Regions from separate parts of the Sus scrofa genome. Here region 2 is linked to region 1. Evidence: chromatin contacts called from public promoter capture Hi-C data. All regions are on one chromosome and are shown on one strand. The core of a region is the stretch at or near the end of the contact, and the rest is flanking DNA. Distances in the headings are between cores, read along the strand shown. Region 1 holds the start of PRDM10 (PR domain zinc finger protein 10). Region 2 holds the start of SNX19 (sorting nexin-19).

What was found. Promoter capture Hi-C pulls out the DNA fragments that hold promoters and counts their contacts.
Region 2: a promoter capture Hi-C map of fetal skeletal muscle shows a contact between it and region 1, with 3 times the contacts expected there. The contact joins the promoter of SNX19 here to the promoter of PRDM10 in region 1. A contact is called at or near these places in 1 of 5 promoter capture datasets (fetal skeletal muscle) and 1 of 47 Hi-C or Micro-C datasets (heart right ventricle).

The regions. Positions count from the first base shown.
Region 1 is chr9:56,747,046-56,752,990 of Sscrofa11.1, reverse strand. PRDM10 (PR domain zinc finger protein 10) reads left to right here and starts at 3,504. Exons shown (of 22, transcript XM_013979568.2): 1 at 3,504-3,628.
Region 2 is chr9:57,554,615-57,560,559 of Sscrofa11.1, reverse strand. SNX19 (sorting nexin-19) reads left to right here and starts at 2,218. Exons shown (of 12, transcript XR_305478.3): 1 at 2,218-4,402. It overlaps LOC110255462 (a long non-coding RNA gene), which reads right to left and starts at 2,106. Exons shown (of 3, transcript XR_002335758.1): 1 at 2,028-2,106.

The DNA.
Region 1 (5,945 bases), core at 2,255-4,754:
GCAAATTCCTGGGCCAGGGACTGAATCCGAGGATCCTTTAACCCATTGTGCTGGGCATCAAACACATACCTCCACAGCCACCAGGGCCGAGGCAGTCAGATTCTTAACCCACTGTGCCATGGCAGGAACTCTACATCTAACTACCTTAAATTGTACTTAAAATAGAGTAACAACTTGCAGTTTCCTGGTGGCTCAGTGGGTTAAGGATCCGGCCTTGTTACTGCTGTGGTATGGATTCAATCCCTGGCCTGGGAACTTTCACATGGCCTGGGTACAGCCAAAAAAAAAAAAAAAAAAAAAAAAAAAGCATTAATAACTTACATACTATATCTTTCAAAACTGTATATGATCTGGCCCTTCCCTGTTTCGCCAAGTTTTCTTGAGTCACTATATTCCTTGCTCTGTGTTCTTGACTCAGGCTTTTTTATATCCTTCAGTGTGTTTAGAGCAAAGGATCCATAAAGGTTGGGATTTTTGTGTGTGTGTCATTTTAGGGATGTACCCATGGCATATGGAGGTTCCAGCTAGGGGTCAAATCTGAGCTGCGGCTGCCAGCTTAGGCCACAGCCATAGCAATGCCAGATCCCAGGGGCATCTGTGACCTACACCACAGCTCACAGAAATGCCAGATCCTTAACCCACTGAGAGAGGACAGGGATGGAACCTGAGACCTCATGGATACTAGTCTGATTCATTTCTGATGAACCATGACAGGAATCTCCAGGTTGGGATTTTTATTTATTTATTTATTTATTGTCTTTTTGCTATTTCTTTGGGCCGCTCCCGCGGCATATGGAGGTTCACAGGCTAGGGGTCGAATTGGAGCTGTAGCCACCAGCCTACACCAGAGCCACAGCAACGCGGGATCTGAGCCTTGTCTGCGACCTACACCACAGCTCACGGCAATGCCGGATCGTTAATCCGCTGAGCAAGGGCAGGGACTGAACCTGCAACCTCATGGTTCCTAGTCGGGTTCGTTAACCACTGCGCCACGACAGGAACTCCCTGGGATTTTTATGAGTTGTGTTTTTGTCTATAGTGCTGAGAAATCTCAAAGCATCTAGGACAGTGCCTGAAATAGCATAAGGATTCAATGAATATTTATTCAGTGGAAGAATGAATATGTATATATATATATTATATATATAATATATATATATGCACCCCTCCCCCCATGCCTTTACATTCGCTGGCTTTAGATTGGAAGGTTCTCCATGATCTTGGCATGGTAGGCTTTTTTCATTATTCAGATCTGAGCTCAAATGTTAGCATCTAAGAAGTAGTTTCTTGACATTCGCATTTAAACTGCCAGCATCCTCCTAACCCCTTTGCATTTCCCTGCTTTATTTTCTTCGTAGCACTTGGCATCCCCTGGAATTATCTTATTTATCAATTTTCCTCTGTTGCCTCCACTAGAAATACAAGCTCCATGAGAGCAGAAGCTTTTTTTTTTTTTTTTTTTTTTTTTTTTTTGTCTTTTTGCCATTTTCTTGGGCCGCTCTCGCGGCATATGGAGGTTCCCAGGCTAGGGGTAGAATCGGAGCTGTAGCCGCCAGCCTACACCAGAGCCACAGCAACGTGGGATCCGAGCCGCGTCTGCAACCTACACCACAGCTCACGGCAACGCCGGATCGTTAACCCACTGAGCAAGGGCAGGGATCGAACCCGCAACCTCATGGTTCCTAGTCGGGTTCGTTAACCACTGCGCCACGACGGGAACTCTAGCAGAAGCTTTTTGCTTTTGGTTCTCTATTCCCATTCTCACTGTTTAGAACAGTGATTGGTACATAGTCCATATTCAATACTTGTATAGGAGAGAGTTCTGTGTACAAATTTAATAGTTAATACGTATATTTTTTTAAATTGCTGCACCTTGGCATATAGAAGTTCCTGGGCAAGGGACTCAATCCCACTAGTAGTTGTGACCTATGCCACAGCTGTGGCAAGGCCAAATCCTTTAACCCACTGCGACAAGAGAGGGATTGAACAAGTGCCATAGCAGTGACTCGCTGCAGCCGGATTCTTAACCCACTGTGCCAGGGCAGGAACTCCTCCAGTTTTATAAATAAATAAAACAGCAAAAGGAATATTATTGAATAAATTTTACATCCTCCTCTCCTTCACCCACGTTGTTTTCTATTGTTTTGCTTAATTGTACTTTTTTTTTTTTGTTGGTTAGCCAGTAGTTTAGCAATTTTGCATGTTTTATCGCCGTTAACACTTTTTTTTTGTCTTTTTTTTTTTGTCTTTCTAGGGCCTCACTGGCATATGGAGGTTCCCAAGCTAGGGCTCCAGTCGGAGCTGTAGCCACCAGCCTACACCAGAGCCACAGCAACGCTGGATCCGAGCCTTGTCTGCGACCTACACCACAGCTCACTGCAACGCCAGGTCCTTAACCCATTGAGCAAGGCCAGGGATTGAACCAGCATCCTCATGATGCTACTCGGGTTCGTTAACCTCTGAGCCACCAAGGAAACTCCTATCGCCGTTAACACTTTTATCCGTTTAGATTCTAGTGTGCTAAGTATTTTACATGTAAATCCCACTTAGTCTTCTAAACAACATAGCAAGGTAGATGTCATGGATGGGATAATTGTTCCCTGTACGTGGAAAGGCTCTAGGTCTCTTCAAGTTCTAGCTGCTATTCATATTAGGGGTGGGGAACTAGAGCTGGTGTTTTATTGTAGAGTCTGAGCTCATTTCTCTGCACTTGGCTCCTTTGCAGAGGCAGTTTTGAGGGACGGTACGATGTGGGAGCCTGAGGTTAAGAAAACAGAGCTAAGTCTTTGGTTAACCAGTGTTTCGTAACACTTCATGTTTGTGAAATTTTTCAGAATGGTAAAAGGAAAGGAGAGACTCAGACCGGCGCTCCCTGGGTCTGCAGGGTTGAGTTTAGACGCCGTGGGCCGGCTCCGCTCGGGTCCCGCTCGTGGCGTGGATTTGGCAGCAGAGGCCGGAGCAGGCGGGCGTGCGCTTGGCCCACCGTGTCCCGGGATGCAGCTCTCAGGGCTAGGGCTCTCGGGTGCGTGCGGGGAAGGCTTGACACCCGACAGACTTGCAGTCCCTCCTCCCACTTGGGGCACTGAGGCTGGCGAGCTGCCACCCGAAGAACAGAGGCTGGAACTCTCCCACCTGGGCCACGGCGGGTCCCGGTGAGCTGTCTTGACCCTGAATCCGAAGAGTCGGCTCTTCTGATTGGCTTAGAGCACAAACGCAGGCGAACGCTGCCCGAAACCCGCTCTTTGATTGGATTTTAAACGAACAGCAGAGCACGAAATAAAGAGGCCTTCAGCCATTGGGCCATTGTGTGAATCTCCTTTTGGCTTCTCCACCGACTGAATAAGCGTCTCAGGATCTTCGTCATGAGTCTTAAATCTGGGCCTGTCAGTTCGCCCCAGCGTTACTCGTCTTTCGGCAGGGCAAGGAGTTTACAGAGTTCAACCAATCATATAACGCCGAGATCAGGTTGCCAGGCAGATTATGCTAATGAAGCCCCGCCTTTTATGCTGCTCCCACTCTGCGGCGGGAAGAACCACCTGGAGGTGGCGGGGGGGTTTGATTTCCATCACCCCTAGGGAGAGAGGATCGGGGACCCGCTGATCTACCAGCTCCCCTCACCCAACGTCGTGTAAGTACCTAAAGGATTAAGGGAACCGGATAAGCCAGCGTCCAGAGTACCCCATCGACTGGGAGGGTGTTTCGTCTTTGCTTAGTCCCACCCAAAATGGCGCCAAGCTCTTTCCGCGTCTCAGAGCCCGGCCGGGGCCAACCGACCGCGGACCCGGGTGGGGGGGGAGCTTGGTGATGGTGGTGGGGGGGAGAAATCCCGGCGGCACCGCCCGATGGTACAGTCCAGCCGGGGCTGGGACAAGGCACCTCACTCGGGGTGGGGGGTCAAACCATCTGCACCTTCCAAGGGGAAAGGGGCAAAATCCCCTACCCGAGCCCCTCCTGGCGCTGTGTTCAGCCATGGCTCCGGCGCCTCTTCGCCCTGCCTTCCCCGCGCGCAGCCTCCCCCCTGCGACCCCCGAGCGGCTCGCACGCTCCGCCGGCCGCGCGCACCTCTCCTCCCCTGCCCGCGTTGGTTGGGCCGGGACGGCGGTTGGGCGCCCTGCACGCTTCTGCGGCGGCGGTTGGGCGGGCGCTTGGGGTGCGGCGGGCGCTCGGGGTGCAGCAGGCGGTCTCAGCTGGCGGGCGCGGGGGCGGCGGCGCGGCGTTGGACTAGGGGCCGGCGGGCTCAGTGGTCTGGGTTCCCTGCTTTGTCTCGGGAGGCCGCGCCACCGTCTTGCCATTGATTGTTGGCTCCTAGTTCCTTATGCACAAGTTGGCGTCCCGGGACCCGGCGAGGGATGGATGGCCCGTTTGGGGCATTCTTGGTGGACAGTGTTCGCGGTGGGCAGGGCGCAGGCCGAGGTCCACCTCTGCTCTGGGGCGGCGGGGACGGGTGCGGAGGCTTGAGCCACAGGCCTTTGGGAAGCGGGTTGGCGGTACTGAGTTGCCAGCCTATCGTCAGCTTTGCTTAAGCACTTTTTAGCCTGTGGCCACATCTCGGGTGCTCTGCTAAGTCAAGTGAACGCAGATTTGTCGAATTTTGTGTGCGTTCGTGCTTAGCCTTGTTTGGCGGGTTGGTTGGGTTCCGATCAATTTTCAGTCAATGTTTGTGTACGTTTAAGCACAAGGCTGGCTCCTTCTAGGTCTGAAGTCGAGGATCAAGCTTGAGAGGGTTCGCACCCAGCTGGGCCATGTGCCATTCGAAGCCTATTCAAATCTTGCCCGGCTGGTCGTCCCCCAAAGTTCTTTAAACTCAGAAGCACTTCATAAAAAACAAATCACTCGTGAGGGTTTGCGGCCTCTTTTTCTGACGCATTCCTTTGTTTCTCCACCTTTTGCTGTAAGCTCTTTGAAGGCAGGAAGGTGTACTGTGTGTGTTTTTGGTACACTGCCCACTCCACCCCCAGCACCGCAAGCGCTTCTGTGTTGAGGAACTGTACTTATATGATGTTCTAAATTGAAAAAAACTAAATTAAAAAAGATCGAGGCAAGCTCTGCTTAAAGCAATGTTGATTCAACCTGATACGTTTACAAAGTAACTTCTGGGCTTTTTTTTTTTTTTTCCTTCTTTCTTTATAGGGCCGCACCTGCTGCATATGGAAGTTCTCAGGCAGGGGTCTAATTGGAGCTGCAGCTGCCAGCCTATACGCCACAGCATTGCCAGATCCTAGTCGTGTCTGCGACCTTCGCCACAGCTCACAGCAACGCCGGATCCTTAACCCACTGAGCGAGATCAGGGATTGAACTCGCCTTCTCGTGGATCCTAGTGTGGTTCCTTACCGCTGAGCTACCGTGGAAACTGCCTGGGTTTACTTTCTAAAGTGAAGTGAAATTGACATAATATAAACCGTTTTAAAGTGATTGAATTAGTATTAAATATGCACATTTAAAAATTTTGAACCGAAACTTTTTTCCCACCCTGTATCTCTATTCGTTTATTCCTTGAGCCCTGGCTCTTGGCTCTCCTCTTATTTGTTTTGGGAGGATGTTAAAACTGCTGGCTGTTTTTCTAAATAAGCTATTTTTAATTTTCTGATGTTTTGCAATGTGCTCCACCAGGTGCCCCGTGTATTGTACATGTGAATGTAATCGAGTGTGTATCAGGTGAGGCAAAGTTCAAGTCTTCAAGGGCCCTCAGTGTTTTTTACCAAGAGATTATGGTGGCATAAGAGATGATATATCATTCCAGTGCAGTCCTGAATTGGTTGGCACTGCCTCAATTTCCACTTGTCTAAATTTTTTTTTTCCTTCTAATTTTAACAGTAATACATGATCATTGTAGAAAATATAGAAACAGTATAAAAAGTAAAAATTAGCTGAAGTACAATTATCAGAGATGGTCTTTACTGATATTTTGGTGTGCTTCAAATCTTTTTTTGTGTGTGTGTAGAAAA
Region 2 (5,945 bases), core at 969-3,468, 810 kb before region 1:
CACACACACACACCCACCACACACACACACACACACCCCACCACCGGGTGTGGAGACTAAGGCTCGCCCCAGGCCCCAGGCAGCAGCTCATGCCAGTCAAAATGACAAGTGCACTGGCGTGTTCATCCGAGAGCCCCGCCTCCTCACATCCACTTCAGAATCCGGAAGGCACTGCTGGCTACCTCCTCACTCCAGACCATCTGGGCAGGTGGCACCAAGCCCACTTCCAAGGTCAGGTTCTTACTGCCCTGAACATTCCAGATTATGCTGCAGAGTAAACTTCCTCTCTGAACTGTCACAGCAAGTCTTCAGAATCATGCTTGGTGCCTTCATCACCCACGTCTCATCTCAGTTCTCAGCTACATGGCGGGGATGTTTCCCCAGAGCATCCTGTGATCTTCTAACCGTCCCTGAGCACAAGGGATGGTCTGGGAGGACAAGGATGGCAGCACCCACTTATGCTCCTTTTCTGTGGGAAGCAGAGCCGCAGCAAGTGGCCAGCGTTCTAGGATCCTAGGGACGTGCCCAGTTCGCTCTGTGGACACTTGGATCCTAAATCAAACTTTTGCTTCATGAGCTAAACCATGAACTCAGTTCATCATGAACAAAGCCGCACATCTAAACGATGAGTCCCTCTGCATTCCAAAGAAATCTGGGAGTTCCTGTCGTGGCTCAGTGGAAACGGATCTGACTAGCATCCATGAGGACGCAGGTTTCATCCCTGGCCTCGTTCAGTGGGTTAAGGATCCGGTGTTGCGGTGAGCTGTGGTATAGGTTGCAGATGTGGCTCGGATCTGGCATCGCTGTGGCTGTGGTATAGGCAGGCAGCTACAGCTCTGATTCGATGCCTAGCCTGGGAACCTCTCCATATGCCATGGGTGCAACCCTAAAAAGACCAAAAAAATTAAAAATTAAAAAATAAAGGAAAAAAAAGAAATCTGTACCGACAGCAGAAAAGGAGAGATGCCACAATATGTTTCCTGTTGGCATGATTTTGGGCTGGAGTTTGAAGATTCCTGTAAATACCTGGGGACTGATGCTGTGGTGATGAAAGGCCATAACCAACATATGGATCACTGACGATGGGCAGCCACGAGCAGCTCTGTACAAATGATATCCGTCCTGGGCCAAAATAAAAAGGACAGCCATGTGCACACAGAGCTCCTAGGGACCAAGATGGAGAAGGAAGCTGGCTTCACAGGAAACTGGCACAAACGCTCTTATACACACTCAGTGCTGCTGTCAGATACTTAATTTTCCTATATGTAATTCTATGCAGACCACTGAAGGCAAATTTACTAAAACCAAAAACAACCACACATAAAACACATTCCCAAGCAATTCTATTAGAAGGTTGTCTGGACATACATCTCTACCTCTGCTGTCTTTTCCGGGGTGTTTGGGGAGAAGGGGAGAGGAGATGGAAGGGAATAGAAACATTCCTTCTTGAAGACACAGCAGAAAGACCTTCTCTATGAGGTCCCCCTTAACTGCCTCAACCCTCAGTGACCCTTCCTTCCCCTGATATGTATAATAATCTGCATTGTACCATATCCCATACTGACTTGCATTATTAAATACTCACTCATGATCCAAGAACTCATCTCCCCAATTACTGGCAAGGTCCTTGACGACAAGGACCACTTCTATTCCTCCAGATTACCTACCCCAGTGATTGAATACACCAGATATTCAAAAGATTTGATTGCCCCCGGAATGCCACGAGCAAATAACCCCAAATCACAAATATGACTTTGTTATACAGTATTATGAAATTTCAGGAATAAATCTATCTCTGTATTAATGTTTCCCGCCTTGTATTTCGCAATTCCTGAGTACCTGGGGATGGGAGAGGGGAGGGAGTTGGGGGTGGGGGATGAACGTTAAAATGTATTAGGCCCGTGAAAAAAAATGCCTACATGAAATTAAAATAAACTGGACTGCTGAGTTTGCCTAAATGGTAGAAGGTGTTTACAGATGTCGTTTAATCACTGGAGCTGGAAGTCCGAGTTTCAGAGGGTCGTTACCTGCAAGCCCGCTCTCAGGTCTGCTCCGCGCTGGGAACTGGGGCGCACGCGCGATGGGCTCGCGCTCTGAGAGCTCTCAGGGGCAGAGACCCGTCTGTGCTCTGCAGTCACGGCGGCTCCTCGCCGCCAGAGGGCGCCGGGCCGCGGGGCGCGCAGCGCTCTCCCAACAGGCCTCGCTCCTGCCGGCATCGACCCGGAAGTGGTCGCCGGCGCCCGGCCGGCCGGCAGCCCAGAAAGGAGCTGGGCTGCGGACTGCAGGCAACCAGGCAGCTGGATCCCACCGAGGAGACGGCTCTGCGTTCACGGCGGCCGGGGCTCAGCCGGACGGTGCGCGAGCCATCCCCTGGCGCACCGTTCCTCGGCGTTGGTAAGTGCTCAGTGGGCCGACGACCCTGCCCCCCTCTGTGGCCGCGCGCCGCACACCGATCGGGCACCATGAAGTCCACAGGCTTTTTCTCCTGTGCAGCGCCCCGGTCGGAGGGGGCTGCAGCTGGGCCGAGCTGTCGAGCCGCCGCAATCACCGGGCGCTGCCTGTAGAACGTCTGGGCCGGCAGCCCGGCTGGAGCCTGGCCAGTGCCTGAATCTCGTGCCCGCGCCGCAGACGGCGCCGGGCCCCCGACTCCGAAGAGGAGAAGGAGGGTGGTCGCCCGGGGAGCCCCCTCCGGTGCGCCATGGAGGCAGAGGCCGCAGCTCTCTCTCAGGAGCCCGCTGCCGAACCCAGCTGCAGCCTCGGTCACCTGTTTAGTAGCCGTAAGCTGTTGGCCGTGGGGGCCGTGCTAGGCTGGCTCCTGGTCATCCACCTCCTGGTCAACGTGTGGCTTTTGTGCCTTCTGTCTGCGTTGCTTTTGGTGCTGGGAGGATGGCTGGGCTCCGACGCCATCGTGGGGGCTTCAGGTCGGCTGCACCTGGAACGCTTTATCCCGTTGGCCATCTGCCCCCCAAACCCCGAGGCCGAGAGGCAGCTGGAGCAGGAGATCGACCGCACCATCCGCCTGATCATGCGGGATTTTGTGTCGTCCTGGTACCGCACAGTGAGCCAGGAGCCGGCCTTTGAGGAGGAGATGGAGGCAGCCATGAGGGGTTTGGTGCAGGAGCTGCGGAGGCGGATGGCCATGGTGGACCGCCATGCTCTCGCCCAGAGGGTTCTGACGCTTTGCGGTTGCCACCTGCAGAGCTATATTCAGGCAAAGGAGGCCACTGCAGGGAAGCAGAGTGGCACAGTTGAGCCCTCCCAGCTTTGGGAGGCCTATTGCCGGACCACTGCCCCACATCCTGCAGTCCAGAGCCCCAGTACTGAAGTCACCTATACACGTGAAATTGTGGACCTGTTGCTTAAAGGGCTAGTGCCAAAGCCCCACTTGGAGACCCGGACTGGCCGCCATGTAGTGGTGGAACTCATCACTTGCAATGTGATCTTACCGTTGATCAGCAAGCTCTCAGATCCTGACTGGATTCACCTTGTACTCGTGGGCATCTTTTCCAAGGCCAGAAATAATCCAGCTGGAACAATGAAACCCCTCTGCCAAGCCAGTACCCTGGAACAGCCCTCAGTGCCCACATCTCTGCCCCTGATTGTTGAGGTGCAAAGTCTACCAAAAGTGAGAGCCCCCTCTCCAGCAGCAGTCCCAGTGCTCCTGGACTGCAGTGAGCCAGATGGACCATCACACCTGTCCCCAGAAGTTGAAGAAGGCCGTGAAGCACTAGAGGGAGACCTGGGGGTAGTGCTAGAAGAAAGAAGAGTAGGAAACAACCCTTCTCATTTCCTACAACCAGGTATTACAGGCCCTCTGTTCCTGTCTGAAGACGCAGAGCTGGAGTCTCCGCTGTCTGAACTGGGCAAAGAAACCATCATGCTCATGACCCCAGGCAACTTCCTCTCTGACAAGATCCCGAATGTCTTGTGTGTCCTAGGAGGTTCCCACTCCCTAGAGGCTAAGGATGCTGAGGGATCCGAAGGAGTCGAAGAAGCAGAAGCTGAGGAGGGCCCAGGAACAGAAACAGATTCGGGCCTGCTTGTCTCCATGCTCAATACCTGCCCAGAGATCCACATTGACACAGCAGACAAAGAGGTAGAACAAGGAGATGTCACCTCTCTTGCAACTTTGCTGGCCAGTCCAGAAAGGACATGCCCGCCACGACCTCCGTGCTTAGAGAAAGAACTCACCAATGGCGTGAGCGCCCTCGATCCTAGTCTGCCTCAGGTTCTGCTTTCCTCCTCTCCACCTGGTCCCCTCAGCGCGGCCACCTTCAGCTTTGAGCCCCTGAGCAGTCCAGATGGCCCTGTTGTCATCCAGAACCTTCGTATCACCGGCACCATTACTGCTCGAGAGCACAGTGGCACCGGATTCCACCCATACACGCTCTACACGGTGAAGGTAACAGGGTTCGAACTGTCATCACCCACTCTGGTCTGGGCATGGGTTTGGAGGGCTGTCAGTGAAGCTCGTGTGTTAAGGGAGAGAGGCTGCTTTTACTCAGTTTGCCGTGGTTAATTGAACAAGTGGCTGTGTGTGAACGGTCAGCTCCCTTGTAAGAGAGTAGGTGTCTATCTGATATCCTCCCAAGCAGTCCTAGAATCCCAGGGCCATCAGGATACTGAGGGCCATGTTTCTCACTGGTTCCCAATGGATTCAGTCTTCCTGTCCAGAGATTCTTCCCAGATTTCTTCCCTGCTAATTTCTTTCTGTTTTTCAGTACTGGTATCTTTCATACTTTGTTTTAGGAAGGAAGGTCATTTATCTCCATATACTTCAAAAGGTAGCAAGTGCCTCATTTCTGGAGGTGTTTAAGCCCAGTGGTAGGGGCTACTTGGCAGAGATGATATGAAGGGGGTCCATGTATCAGGTGGCTGGTTTGGTAGGACAGCAGCTCCTTAAAACTGGTTTTAGGATAGGCTGGCTGCAAGTCTCCTGGACAGTTGTCTTTTTTAAAAATATAGAACCCTGGGACCCATTCTTGGAAATTCTCATTCCCAGTCCATCAGAGCCTATCAGAGTCCGTATTCTGATAGCAAATTCTGCAGCCCAAGTGATTTTGAGGCGCAGCCAAATTTGGGAGTGTATAGTATCAAATCGTGTCCCTCCAGGAGCTAAATATTCCATAGATGGTACCCTAGCTCCTAGGGGCTCCACGTTTGAGAGTCCTAACCTGAATTCCACCTGCACCTCTTATCTGGGCCGTTCCTTCTCAGTCTTGGGCTGAGGGACTACTTTGCTCATTTCAGCTCATAATGAACACCTTCCTCTCTGCCTCTAGAACAAATTAAACAGCAGCTCAAGTCCCACCAATAAGAGCTTCTTTGCTCCATCACCTGCCCACATGGTGATACCTTAACCAAACCTACTCCTAATGAGAACAAGCACACGTGTTGTTCTTCCACAATATCTATTATATTTTCACTGCTCTGTCAAAAAGCCTTCCCCTGGAGGTCTGAAGTTGCAGCTTTCGTGCTGTTTAGGGTATTTGCTCTGAGAAACATATGGGAACCAGTTGTCTTTCCCACATACTGGCCCTCCAAGCATATGAAGACAGCAAACACTGACCCGTTAAAACATTTCCAGTCTTCACATGACTTCTCATCATACAGATGATCTGTACTTAGGAACAAAAGTTCAGTGTAGCCCCAAGAGCAATAATGAATCTGCCCAAAGCCAAACAAAAACACATGTTCCTTTAACGCATTTCCAGGCAAACAAATGATTTCAGTTCATCAGCTGTTTGGGATTATTTATGCTTCTTCCAACTAAGATAAATAATCACTGGTTAAGTGTCATGGCACAACGGTTATCCCCTTATAACATCCAGCCCCATAATTTGGGGGTAAAAGAGCTGGTATCGTTTTTATCAGTGGTGTACCCTCAGTTTTATCCTCTATCTTTGGGATTTGAAATAATAGTCGTTAAGTAAAGAGAGTGTTTG